2 separate regions of the Hordeum vulgare genome follow, and region 2 is linked to region 1. Evidence: chromatin contacts called from public Hi-C data. All regions are on one chromosome and are shown on one strand. The core of a region is the stretch at or near the end of the contact, and the rest is flanking DNA. Distances in the headings are between cores, read along the strand shown. Region 1 holds the start of LOC123445042 (selT-like protein). Region 2 holds the start of LOC123445057 (dual specificity tyrosine-phosphorylation-regulated kinase mbk-1-like).

Region 1 (5,739 bases), core at 2,781-5,280:
CAGAACTTTGTAGGAAAGACTGGGCAAAATTGCCAAATAGCCAAATTGTCGCCATCGTTCCAAATCTATTGGCACGTAGCGAGTAAAACAATGGAGGTGGAGTAATGCCAAGTCTGGGGAAAATCTGGTCACCAGCCATTATTGTTGCAATGGCTCCAACTTGAATAACTGGCATGATTTTGCTCAGTACCCGCTTGGGGAAGGCTGGCGGATAATTATGCAAGAAAACATTAATGCCAGGAAATGATGTTTCCAGCATGCGCTTCATGGTCATTGCATTTCCCCTGCAAAATGGAACTCAACGTTTTCAGTCTAACCTGTAGGTGCAAAGCAAAACATATACTCCCTCCGTCCCATAATATAAGACATTTTTGCAAGCTAACATAGCTTGCAAAAAAGTCTTATATTATGGGACGGGGGGAGTAATTTAGATGATATAGGATGAAATATGCTGGCATCGCATACTAACTTTAGCCCTGTGTCATTCGATGCGATTTTCAAGTAAGGTCGGGAACTCAAGATAAGGAAACAAGTTCAAGCAAAGCACAGAGATTGAATAGGTAAATAAAATATACAGTTGCTATTGTTTCTTTCTGTTAACTCAATTGCAATAAAAACAAAATAGTTAACTGATACTAGGAATTACTCAAGATTCATGTTTAGAAGTCTTAGATCCATACCACGATTTAGTAATTGCTAACTAGAGCTAGTTATTTCATATTTCACTTCACCGCATGATGTAAGGAAGAAAAGAAAAGAAAAGAAACTCTTTCCCATTTTATACTCGTCGTGTTGTAGTGGTGCTCACAACTGCAGGTCATATAATGAAGGCCAAAAGAGTGTAAAATAGCAGAGCTAGCTCAGTTGTTCCAACAATGCTCTGGTACACTGACACAGGAGTGCTAATGGAGAGCCAGCTCAGTTGTGTCAAAATTCAAGTTCAGACAGTGGTAGACACATCGTATGTTAAGAGTTGCTAGTGGTAAACGCCTTACTCTGAATGTGAATAAAGTTTATATAACCCAGCTACCCAGTGCACAGCGCAAATATTCAATATTCACTATTAGCTAAATAGGTGTCTTCCATAAAGGAAGGTCGCACATATCATGCCTGCTGTTGCTGGTGTGGCCATACGAATCCACCAACTAGGCCATCCCAGACCCTCCAAACCCTCCATGAACCTCTAAGTAACGGGGGGCCTTCCAGCATCGACACGTCATTTGCAAGAGAGTGGGCACTTACGACAGTTGAAACACGCTACAACATGTGTCTCCTCATTCCTACAACCTCGTAGTGGGGTAGCCAAGGAGTCAAGGACAGTGTAACTAGATGAAAGAAAATGTGGTAATAGGCTGATAGATAGAATTTGGGAAGGGTGGGTTGCTGTAAACGAAATGAAGCAAAAATAAAATATATAAGTGAACTGAATAAAGGGAAACAAGGGGAACATGGCACAGCAACCATCATGGCATTGTTCTCTTAAATAAAGTTGGTAAACCCTTTCTGAGTTTCCTTGGGCACACATGCCAAAGAAAATAAGCTAAAGTAAGAATGACATTTTTAGAACGTCTTAGTACTTTGTAACAGAATGACACTAGCGTAGAATTTTTGGAGTGCTATTGATGTACTTTTCAAACTCTGCAGTAGCATGGGCCCAATCTTCCTAGAAACTAAATATGATCTGTGTACCTACCATTCTAATTGTGTATTCCTAACGTTATAATTAATGAATGGCAGCATACAAAATCAGTAAGGGTGTTGGAACTTGAAAAATCGATAGTCTAAAGAACATGCTTTTTTTTGTGAAAGAAGTCTACAGAACATGCTGTCACAGCAATTTTCAAGATGTGCCATGTAGTTTACATAAAGCGTGTTTAACACCAAGGTAAAGGGGTAAGAACAATACAGCAAATCCTACCGACCTACGACTGGAGAAGATGTCGTGTCGTTCATTATCACTTGCTAGAGACAAGAGAAGCTAGAACAGGAACTGCTCGAGACGGATAGTATCCAACAATCATCAAGTTAAATCTCAGCTGACCTGAAGCTACAAACATTTTAAGCAAATGCATATGCTTACTGTCAGCTTATATTAAATGAATAATGTGTGCTCTCAACATTGCCACCCATAGCTGAACTCAACCTTCACTGTGCAAACCAGATGAAGGCAAGGATATGGCATCATGCTTACAATGTTATCATCATTAATAGTCTAGACTAAACAAAGAGTTGAAGACTAAAGTAGAACTCAAACAAGTGTGAATATCAATTTTCCTTTGGCACGTTATATGAAACAGATAGCCAGCTGGTGTGGGGCAGATTAAGAAGTGGAAGGGTCCAGCAAAATGCAGCTCATGTGGTTTGGAAGAGGAAGTGAACCACATCTTGTTTAGCCTTTTGCTTGCCGACTAAGTCTGGATCAGCACCAAAGTTGATTACGTATTTTCTTCTTTTCAAGACTCTAGCCGTGTCAGTTCTTTTGTGGGTCAGTTCTGGGCCTTTTTGTGTTAGCTGTAAAATCAGAGCTGGTCACCCCAGAACATCTTCCCTATCCCTGTACACTGTTAGCTTTATAACCAAGCCAGCGAAACCAAATAGAACAAATATGATAGTTTGGAATAAACTGTGTAATTACATGTAGGAGATTGGGGACTAGAGCATAGGTTGGGACTCAGGAGGATAACCCAGGGAGATGAGAGATTGATAAAATATAAACTCACAAGAACCATCACATTGTTGTTTACGAGTTTTCCCTTGTTTTACTTCTTGACATCAGAAAGACATACAATTATCTCCTCACCAGTAACCTACATATCGGTCTGCTCAAACCACATCCGGAATATAGTTCCTATTCCACCATTATCTATGTACTCTAGAAGCAAGATTGGGAGGCATCCCTACAACACAGTTTTGAGGTCCTCATGGCTTTCGTTGTCGAAGAGTGAAAAGGATCTCACGAGTACTCCAATACTCCATACGTCAAACTATATTCTTAAATCAGCCCTTATATAGGAGCACTTGCTTGATCCCTGAGTAATGACCAAAGGATACTAATTCGACCTCTAATTCTAATCCAATCTCTTTCATATTTAAATAAAATTCCATATTTATTCCAATAGAAGCTCTTACTTGATCCATGTACTACATAACAGTGTCTGACTTTAAATGTTCAACAAAGCAGTAACACTGTCACCAGAGCATTAACGTTTCCATTGACAATAACTGCACCAGTTCCCCACTACTAGTTTATTACAACTGTATTAAGCATTCGGCATTAACAATTGCTAGTACTCCTACTATTTAACAACCACCAATGACACTGGTCGGTTTTACTGGAGTACCAAATAAACCACCTCCTAAACCATTTTACATGGTAAATCGGTCCGTCTATTGGTGTATGGTCAACTAAGGCAAGCACACAACAATTCCAAAAACTCAGTATCCGCTATTCTACGCATATGTCCAGTTGATCCACACACGCAAACTAACAACACCAATTGAGCGAGCAAGCAAGCAACCAACCAACCACCGGTCCGCGTAGACTCACTTGTACGAGCAGGAGGCGCAGAATTGCAGCTCCACAGTCGTGCCGAATCCAGCTCCTCCGTCCAGATTGGGCTTCTGGGGTATCACCAAAACAACACGTCAGCTCTGCGGCCCAGATCGGAGCGACAGAATTCCGGGCTAGGGTCTTACGACAAGGGGAAAAGGAAATCCGGGCTAGGGTTTACGACCTACCAGTATGGCAGCGGCAGCGGGGTCCGGGTGATGGTGGTGCGGCGGGTGGGGGTGGTGGGGCGGATGCGGGTGGGGGTGATGGGGCGGATGAGGGTGGGGGTGGTGCGGGGGTTGGCCATGAGGGTGGCGGAGGTGGGGAGGCGGCGGCGCGAAGATGTGGGAGAGGTCGGAGATGAAGAGCAGCGCGGGGAGGCCGACGAGGAGGAGCTGCACGCGGTCCATCGCCATCGCTTCCTTCCGGTCACCCACTCTCCTCCGTTCCTTTTCTTTTTCGTGAGACGAAAAGAGGCGGAGCCGGTGCTGAGGACGACGGCGACGAACCACCTTTCTTCGTCACGCTGCCAGGTGGGCTCCGGCGATGCGGGCCAGTGGTGTCAGTAGAGTTCTAACATCCTGCGTGGAAAAGGCCGCGATTCTTTGGGCTTTCCTTTTTCTCTCTCTCAGGCAGGCCTCGAATCTTTGGGGGTGGCGGAGGGTGTGGGCTCGGGGGCTAGATGGATTGGATGCCGTCGGCCTTCTGGGTTTCGCTAGCCCGTGACAGCCCACGTACGTTCTATTTTTTTTTTTTTGCGGGGAATTGTTTTTCCCCCTACACGAAACGTGCTGCGTTGGGAGTTTGGGACCATCGGTCCGATCCGTCCAACTCTGCGACACTCGAGAGCTACTCGAGTTGAGCTGCAGCTCACTCTCGCCGGAAAACAAAACAGAAAAAATCTTGTGGACCTCTCTACGGAAAGAGACACCGTCATCAGCTAGTACTAAGCAGCCTTGCAGCGTAAGGGAAACGTCCCATGATGAGCAGGCAGGCAGACAGGCTGAGCTTTCTCGGGGTCAATGTCTGTCGATCAAAGTTTGGCCCGGATCGGTTTGGTAAACCACCTCTGGAATCTTGGGTTGGAAGCTCACCAAAGTCTTTACCGGCAGGGCAAGAGTTGTAGGAGTACTACTCACAAGGCTCCAGCCTCCAAGCTGTGTGTTCGCCTAACAAACTGCGGAATCGCGACAGTCAGGCTTAGGAAACCGAGCTCTCGCCTTGGTGTTTTTTACTTTACGTGATGATGATATATATAGTATGCTCGAATTGCTCCGAAGTTGTCCACGCCACAGGTTTTACGTGGGTATATAGGTAGCTAGCAGCGGTTCGACGGGTTAGCGCGCGTCACTTGAACAGCAGCAAAAATGGCGCGCGTGCCTGCCTGCCTTGTTCTCTGCCGAAACAACGTGTACGGGCGGGCATACGACGAATGCACCAGCCCGCTCCGGTCGAGCAATGACAGGCGAGGCCCGTGTTCAGCTAGCTCAGCGGTCCTCTGTAGCTCTGGTTCAAACCCGGCCCGTAGAGCTTGCAGAGGTTTTGAATGGTTGAGTGCACCAGGGCACACCACACCGCACGTAAGTTTAGAGGGCTGCTCGATGTGCGGGCCGTCCATGAGCAGCTGGGCACGTCAGGTGCAGCTCTTTCTTTCTTTCTTTTTTGGAAAAAAAGGCAAAAGCTTTGCCACGTTTCATTAATTAAGAGAGAGTTTATGCTTCTTACAAACCCTAAGGCCATCACATCGAAGACAAAGAACCTACTCTCCCGACATCAAGTTACTCAAACGTCTATCATCCGTCTTAACCCAAACACGAGCCTCTCGACGAATCCGATTAAAGATAAATCCCCTAGTCGCGAATTTGTTGTTGAAGACCCCGTGTTCCGTCTATTTCAAATCTTTCAAATGACTAACATTGCTACGGACGGTTGTTATGGTTTTTGACCATAAAATGCTTTCACCCAATCGAAGACATTGTTAATGCCCGTCCAAAGGTAGCATGAAGGTGTAGCTTAGAGCAAGTACAATGGTATAGCGAGCTGACTCAGCTCTATTGTACTTGCTCTTACGTGGTACCTGTGGTGCATGGGCGCGCGTCTCGTCGGGCCAGCATTTCGGCCGTTCCGCCGTCTCGTCTCGTCGTCCGCGCGCTCCCCGTGAAATGATTGTCGTGTTGTCTTTTTTGCTT
Region 2 (5,688 bases), core at 1,061-3,560, 140 kb after region 1:
CTGACCGTCATCGAGTTTGTCTCCCTAAGATCCTTCTCACTGTCATCGGTGATGGCCAGTAAAGCTTTCGGGGTATTAGGAATGTCCAAAGTTGCATCCCTAGCGTTGTCCATATTCATCCCCTTCCTTGCGTCTCTATCCACCTCTATCCTAACTCGAGGATTCTTCAATGGACTTGTTGCCCTGGATCCGTCGGAGCAACGGGACTCCCATTCTTCTCTGTCACGCGAGGGCCATTTGCTCTGCTAGGGTTTGGTTCAGATCGTGATCTGTTAGGGCCATCGGCATACAACTAGTCCCCAAACTTCAGCTTCTTTTCATCATGAACACCCAAACCACACTCCTTATGCTCATGTCCAATTAGGCCACAAAACTTACAAAACCGAGCTAACTTTTCATAACGAACCAGATAAACCTATCGTTCTCTAGCACGAACAATGCTCACAAACTTAGTAAGGGGTTGTTGGATGTCATGGTTCACCCTCACCCTTACATAGTCACCACGGATGTTGCCGTTCACACGCATCTCCAGAATTTCGCTAGCATCTTTTAGAAGTTTCTCAACAATTTCCTTCTTGCAATAAGGATCCGGTAGCTTGTGTATCTGGAGCCAGATAGGCATATGATCGACCACGACATCCTCTGCTTTGCTAAAACCACCATACGAGCATAGTAGCACCGCCATGTTACGAAACAACCATGGGCCTTGCAGCATTATGCGTTCCCAATCATCCAAGCATGATGCATGGACACCGAATCTGGCCGGAATTTCACCCTTTGCGCTGGGTTCCATGTCGCCATCATATCCTTGTAGAAGGCAGCTTAAGAGAAGTTCTTATCAGTGTGAACCCTAGAAAGGGCTAGCCACCTATCACTTTCCTTGATACGTGGATCGTCTTCGCCAATCTCCACACTTATTGGTGTGCTGCCAGGACCAGCGAGGGACGTCGATCTGGCCAGACTCCGAGAGGTAGGACTCTGGGACGATCGGATCGCCTCAGAGGAAGGAAACCCTAAGCGTATTAACTGAATAGTATTATTTAATTTGGCTTGAACAAAACACATTGCACATTCATTTCTTATGCGCATGGAAAAGAAAGTTAAAAATGGCCTGATTAGTACAATAAACGAATCGCGCGGTAAGCATGATAGGTAAAACAAAAGCATATTGAAAACAATACCATTGTATATTACTCTCTCCGTTTATAAATATAAGTTATTTTAGAAATTTCATTAATGGACCATGTACGGAGCAAAATGAATGAATCTACACTCTAAAACATATCTACATGCATCTATATGTAGTCTTTTAGTGAACCTGTATAAAGACTTATATTTAAGAAATGAGGAAATAGTAAAAAATGCCATGATATTTAAATAGATAGCCCGTCCCCGAACTACTACCATGACAACGAAAGTCTCCAGTGCGACGTCGTTTTTACTGGACGGTACGCCTAACCAGACGAGAGTAAAAAAAGACGCACCTGCCATGTTTTCCAGGTGGTATTTTTTTTGACGGGGATGTTTCATCAGGTGGTAAACAAACATTCATCAGGTTTTGCATTTGCGCTGCCCTCTACTGTAGCCCTTCCATTCCTTCCATCGCACAAAACCCACGCGCCCCCACTAGGGGCTAGCTAGCCCGTAACGCTCGTCCACCAAACCGAAGAGAAAAATCGCGCGCAATTATGCAGCAGCAGCATCGTTCATTGATCCATTCGTTCAGCGACCAGCCAGTGCACGATCGCACGGCCGCCGCTCCGGCGTGGTACTACCATACCATCGCACAGCCCGGCGAGGACGCAACGCAATTATGCTCTCGGCTGCTCGCTAAAGCCGGAGCAGGTGCGGTTCCGACGGTGGGGCCGCGGGGTTCGGGAAAGGGTAGCGCGAAGGGAATGAAGGAAGGCCGACCTGCCGGCCCTACCACGGCAGGCAGGCAGATCTGACGTCGTTGCCGCTGGACGCTGGTAGATCGGCCGATCCGCCGTGTCCGTCACGAGCGAAGGAGGAGCGCAGAGGATCCGGATCGGCGGAGGGGGGCGGGGCGGGGGCGGGGGGCGTCCAGCGCAACAGCGACTGACAATAATGACGGCACCCGCGCCCTCCACGTCGGATCGCGGGGTGCAGCGCCACCCACCGCGGCGCCCATCGTCGACAGCGGCGCCCGGGCCGACGCCGACATCGACACGCTGGCCCGCGGGCCCCACCCGTCAGCGGCCCGGCCCGGGGCCCGCCCCCCCTGAGGAGGCGCTGTCGTGTGTGCGGCCGAGTTGGTTGGTTGGATCCCGTGCGGCCTCCCCTCGCTCCTGCCAGTGCTTTGCTTCGCTCTCGTCGCGTGCCGCGGAACCGGCTCTCGCCTCGCCTCGCTTCGCTTGGCTTCAAATGGTGGTGCTGGCGGCGGCGCGGGGTCAGCGGCGGGCGCACGTGTGAGGGAGGGAGTGGGTTCTCTGGCCATGGCGCGTGGCGCGGAGGAGGCCCTCGGCGTCGCGGGGCTGGGGTTCCCCGCCGACGCCGCCCACGGCCTCGCGCTCCGGAACGGCGTCCTCGCGGGGAGGGGAGGCGACGAATCCACCGACTCCGACGACCCCCGGCTCCCGCCGCTGCGGCTCGGCGCCTCCTACTCCGCCTCCGACGGGGCCGGCCGCGCGCTCGCCAGCCCTGGCTCCAGCTCCTCCTCCTCCTCCGACGCCTTCCTCAGCACGACCTCCACGCCATCAGGTACTGCCTGCGTGCCTGCGTCGCACACCCACCCCAATGCGTTGAACACCCCTAGTCCTCGGCGCGCGCGGCCTCCCGAGAGCGGGGCGTGTGATTGACCGATGCTGCGAATCTCGATCTCCGCGCGCCACTGGGTCTGGGAGACGCATGCTTCAACCTCGCGTCTGTGCCTTTGCTCGAGTTCTGATCCGAGTTTTGTCGCTTCTGTTTCGGTTTGTCTGTTTTGCTTGGAGATCAGGCCTGCTGAATCCGTACGGGGCATGGTCGCCGACGCGCGCGCCGTCGGAGGCGTCGGAGTTCGGCACGGCGCGCGAGTACGACACCACCGACCTCTTCTTCGGCGAGAACTGGCTCTACGACGACCTCCTGTTCCACCGCGAGCCGGAGATCAGCGGTAATAGCGGCGACGGCGACGAGGAGGACAAGTTCATTGTTGGCCACGACGTCGCCGACAGCAGCCGGCTCCACTTGCACAGAAAGGGCAGTGCAGAGACTGGTGGGTGCGCCGAGGTGTATACGTCACCGCCCTGCAGCTGCTGCCACGGGGAAACGGAGCATAGGAATGGTCGGGAGTCCGTGAAGGATTCTTGGTCTGCTGTGTACGGCAGGTATCAGATCATGGATGACCTGACGGAGGTGCTGGATGAGTGCGGCGCGGACGCGCTTCAGTTCAGGCGCAATGCCAATGACGATGCCACGCACAAGGTCGGTCCATTAGTTGATTCCAGGAGTGGAGATAACCAGGATTTTGATCTAAGTGCGCTGGAGAAGGAGCTTCAGATGCTCAGTCCGTACTTGTCTGAAAACACGGATGCTGCTAACAGTAAGTGCTTCTGCCCCCTTTCATATTCCTCAGGATCATTTGGCACGTTTCACAGAATTGTTTATAACAGGCTTAAAAGGATTCACTCGGTGTCGTTGTATTTGGATTGTTTTCTGAAGAGATTATGTTTTGTACTAGCACCTGACTGTCGAAATTCTGGAACAGTAGTATGTGCTTGAATTATGAACCCAAAACAAACTTGAATTATGATGTAATTTTGCTGGTTAATCTGGTGTAGTTTTTCTGGTTGATCCTGATTTGCGTACCTTTGTAATGCCAAAATTCATTACTCATATGAAGTGGATTTATTTATTTTTGCTTGTGGACTGGTTGGTTCCATTCTGATTTTATTTATCTTTTTCAGACCATAAGTTTGACCATGACTTCAGAGTAAATGATGGACTAGATATTGACATTATAACAGATGACAAAATTGTCGATGACAAAGAATTTCTAAAGAATAGTTACAGCGTGCATCCTTTTCCTGAGATTGGTAATCCTGAAGATATTTATGAGATGGAAGACTTCGGGCCAGCAGATACAAATGTTCAAAATACTACTCATAAAACTGCCGAAGGTCCGAAAACGGATATGGATCTTGCAAGCGATATTTTTCATCAAGAATATGAGGAATTTGAGCTGAGGGTTTTCCACCGGAAGAACAGGTTTACTATCCAATTCCTTTTCTATTTATTTCTGCTGCCAAATAATTATTTGAATATACTCCTATGCTCATGTGATAGGCTTTTCCTGCAGGACTGGTTTTGAGGAAAACAAAGATTTCCCTATTGTGGTAGATTCAGTTGTTGCCGGAAGATATCGCATCACTGAATATCTTGGTTCCGCTGCATTCAGCAGGGTCGTACAGGCACATGATCTTCGCACGGGAATGGATGTCTGCCTTAAAATAATTAAAAACGACAAGGATTTCTTTGACCAGAGTTTGGATGAGATAAAGCTCCTTAAGTTTGTAAATAAACATGATCCGGCAGATGCACATCATATATTGCGCCTTTATGATTTTTTCTACTATCAGGTATTGATATGGCCTCATGGAGATACAAATCGTTGGCTTGCTTTTTACACCATACCTTACAATGAAGAGTCAAATTGCTTAAAAAAAAGCGATATATGCTTCCAAGTCTTAGCTCCACAGTGCTTAGAAGCTTTGGTGTATTTGCATGATTTAGATATAGTTCACTGTGATCATATTCTTCCACTATACCTTTCCTGAAGTCTCCTGTTTCAGTATGAGCTGTTCTTTTTATGCAAGATGTGTGATTCAGTTATTGGCCTGTTAAATATTAATCCTGGCATTTTTATTTCATTTTTGATGTCGTATAATGCTGACAGCTGAAACAATCAACAGGAACATCTTTTCATTGTCACCGAATTACTACGGGCAAATCTATATGAATTTCAAAAGTATAACCAGGAGTCCAGTGATGAGGTCTACTTTTCATTGCCCAGAATACAGGTACCTGATTATTACTTCCTTTTTTCTGAGAGCATCTCTGTCTGTTCTTCTACCAAAGCGCTCTCTGTAACCTTTTTGCACATCTTCTGATTTTATTAATGATGTAATCACTTGCAATTAGTGGCACCATATCAAAGCATTTACAGCTGACCTTGTATACTGTAGCTTTAAAGGAAGATATTTATGTTTCGGTCCTTTTGTTCCACTTTTCTCTGTGTGATATTTCTGGGAAGTCTGGAATGTACTTTAAGTATAATTAGTTATTTCTTGAAAATATAAAAATACCTACTGAAACAGGAGATCTTCCCTTCATTTTCAGGCTATAGCTCGACAGTGCCTAGAAGCTTTGGTGTATTTGCATGATTTAAATATAGTTCATTGTGACCTGAAACCAGAGAACATCCTTATGAAGAGCTACAGCAGATGTGAAGTCAAGGTTATTGATCTTGGAAGCAGTTGCTTCTTGACAGATAACTTAAGCCTATACGTCCAGTCACGTTCTTACCGTGCTCCTGAGATTATTTTGGGTCTTCCATATGATCAGAGGATTGACATTTGGTCTCTTGGATGTATATTCGCTGAACTGTACTCTGGTGAAGTAAGTTTACCAGTCGACTTATAAATTTCCATCTGTTTGGTTTATATGACATCTGTGAGGCACATCGAT

The links. Hi-C and Micro-C count contacts between places; a contact is called where the count stands out from the background.
Region 2: a contact with region 1 is called in a Hi-C map of seedling, with 4 times the contacts expected there. The contact joins the promoter of LOC123445057 here to the promoter of LOC123445042 in region 1. A contact is called at or near these places in 4 of 6 Hi-C or Micro-C datasets (leaf and seedling).

Annotation. Positions count from the first base shown.
Region 1 is chr1H:458,347,344-458,353,082 of MorexV3_pseudomolecules_assembly, forward strand. LOC123445042 (selT-like protein) reads right to left here and starts at 4,031. Exons shown (of 4, transcript XM_045121960.1): 1 at 3,739-4,031; 2 at 3,548-3,621; 3 at 1-284. The coding sequence starts at 3,966.
Region 2 is chr1H:458,485,785-458,491,472 of MorexV3_pseudomolecules_assembly, forward strand. It overlaps LOC123445057 (dual specificity tyrosine-phosphorylation-regulated kinase mbk-1-like), which reads left to right and starts at 2,311. Exons shown (of 8, transcript XM_045121986.1): 1 at 2,311-2,721; 2 at 2,960-3,544; 3 at 3,909-4,209; 4 at 4,301-4,580; 5 at 4,914-5,021; 6 at 5,341-5,619. The coding sequence starts at 2,457.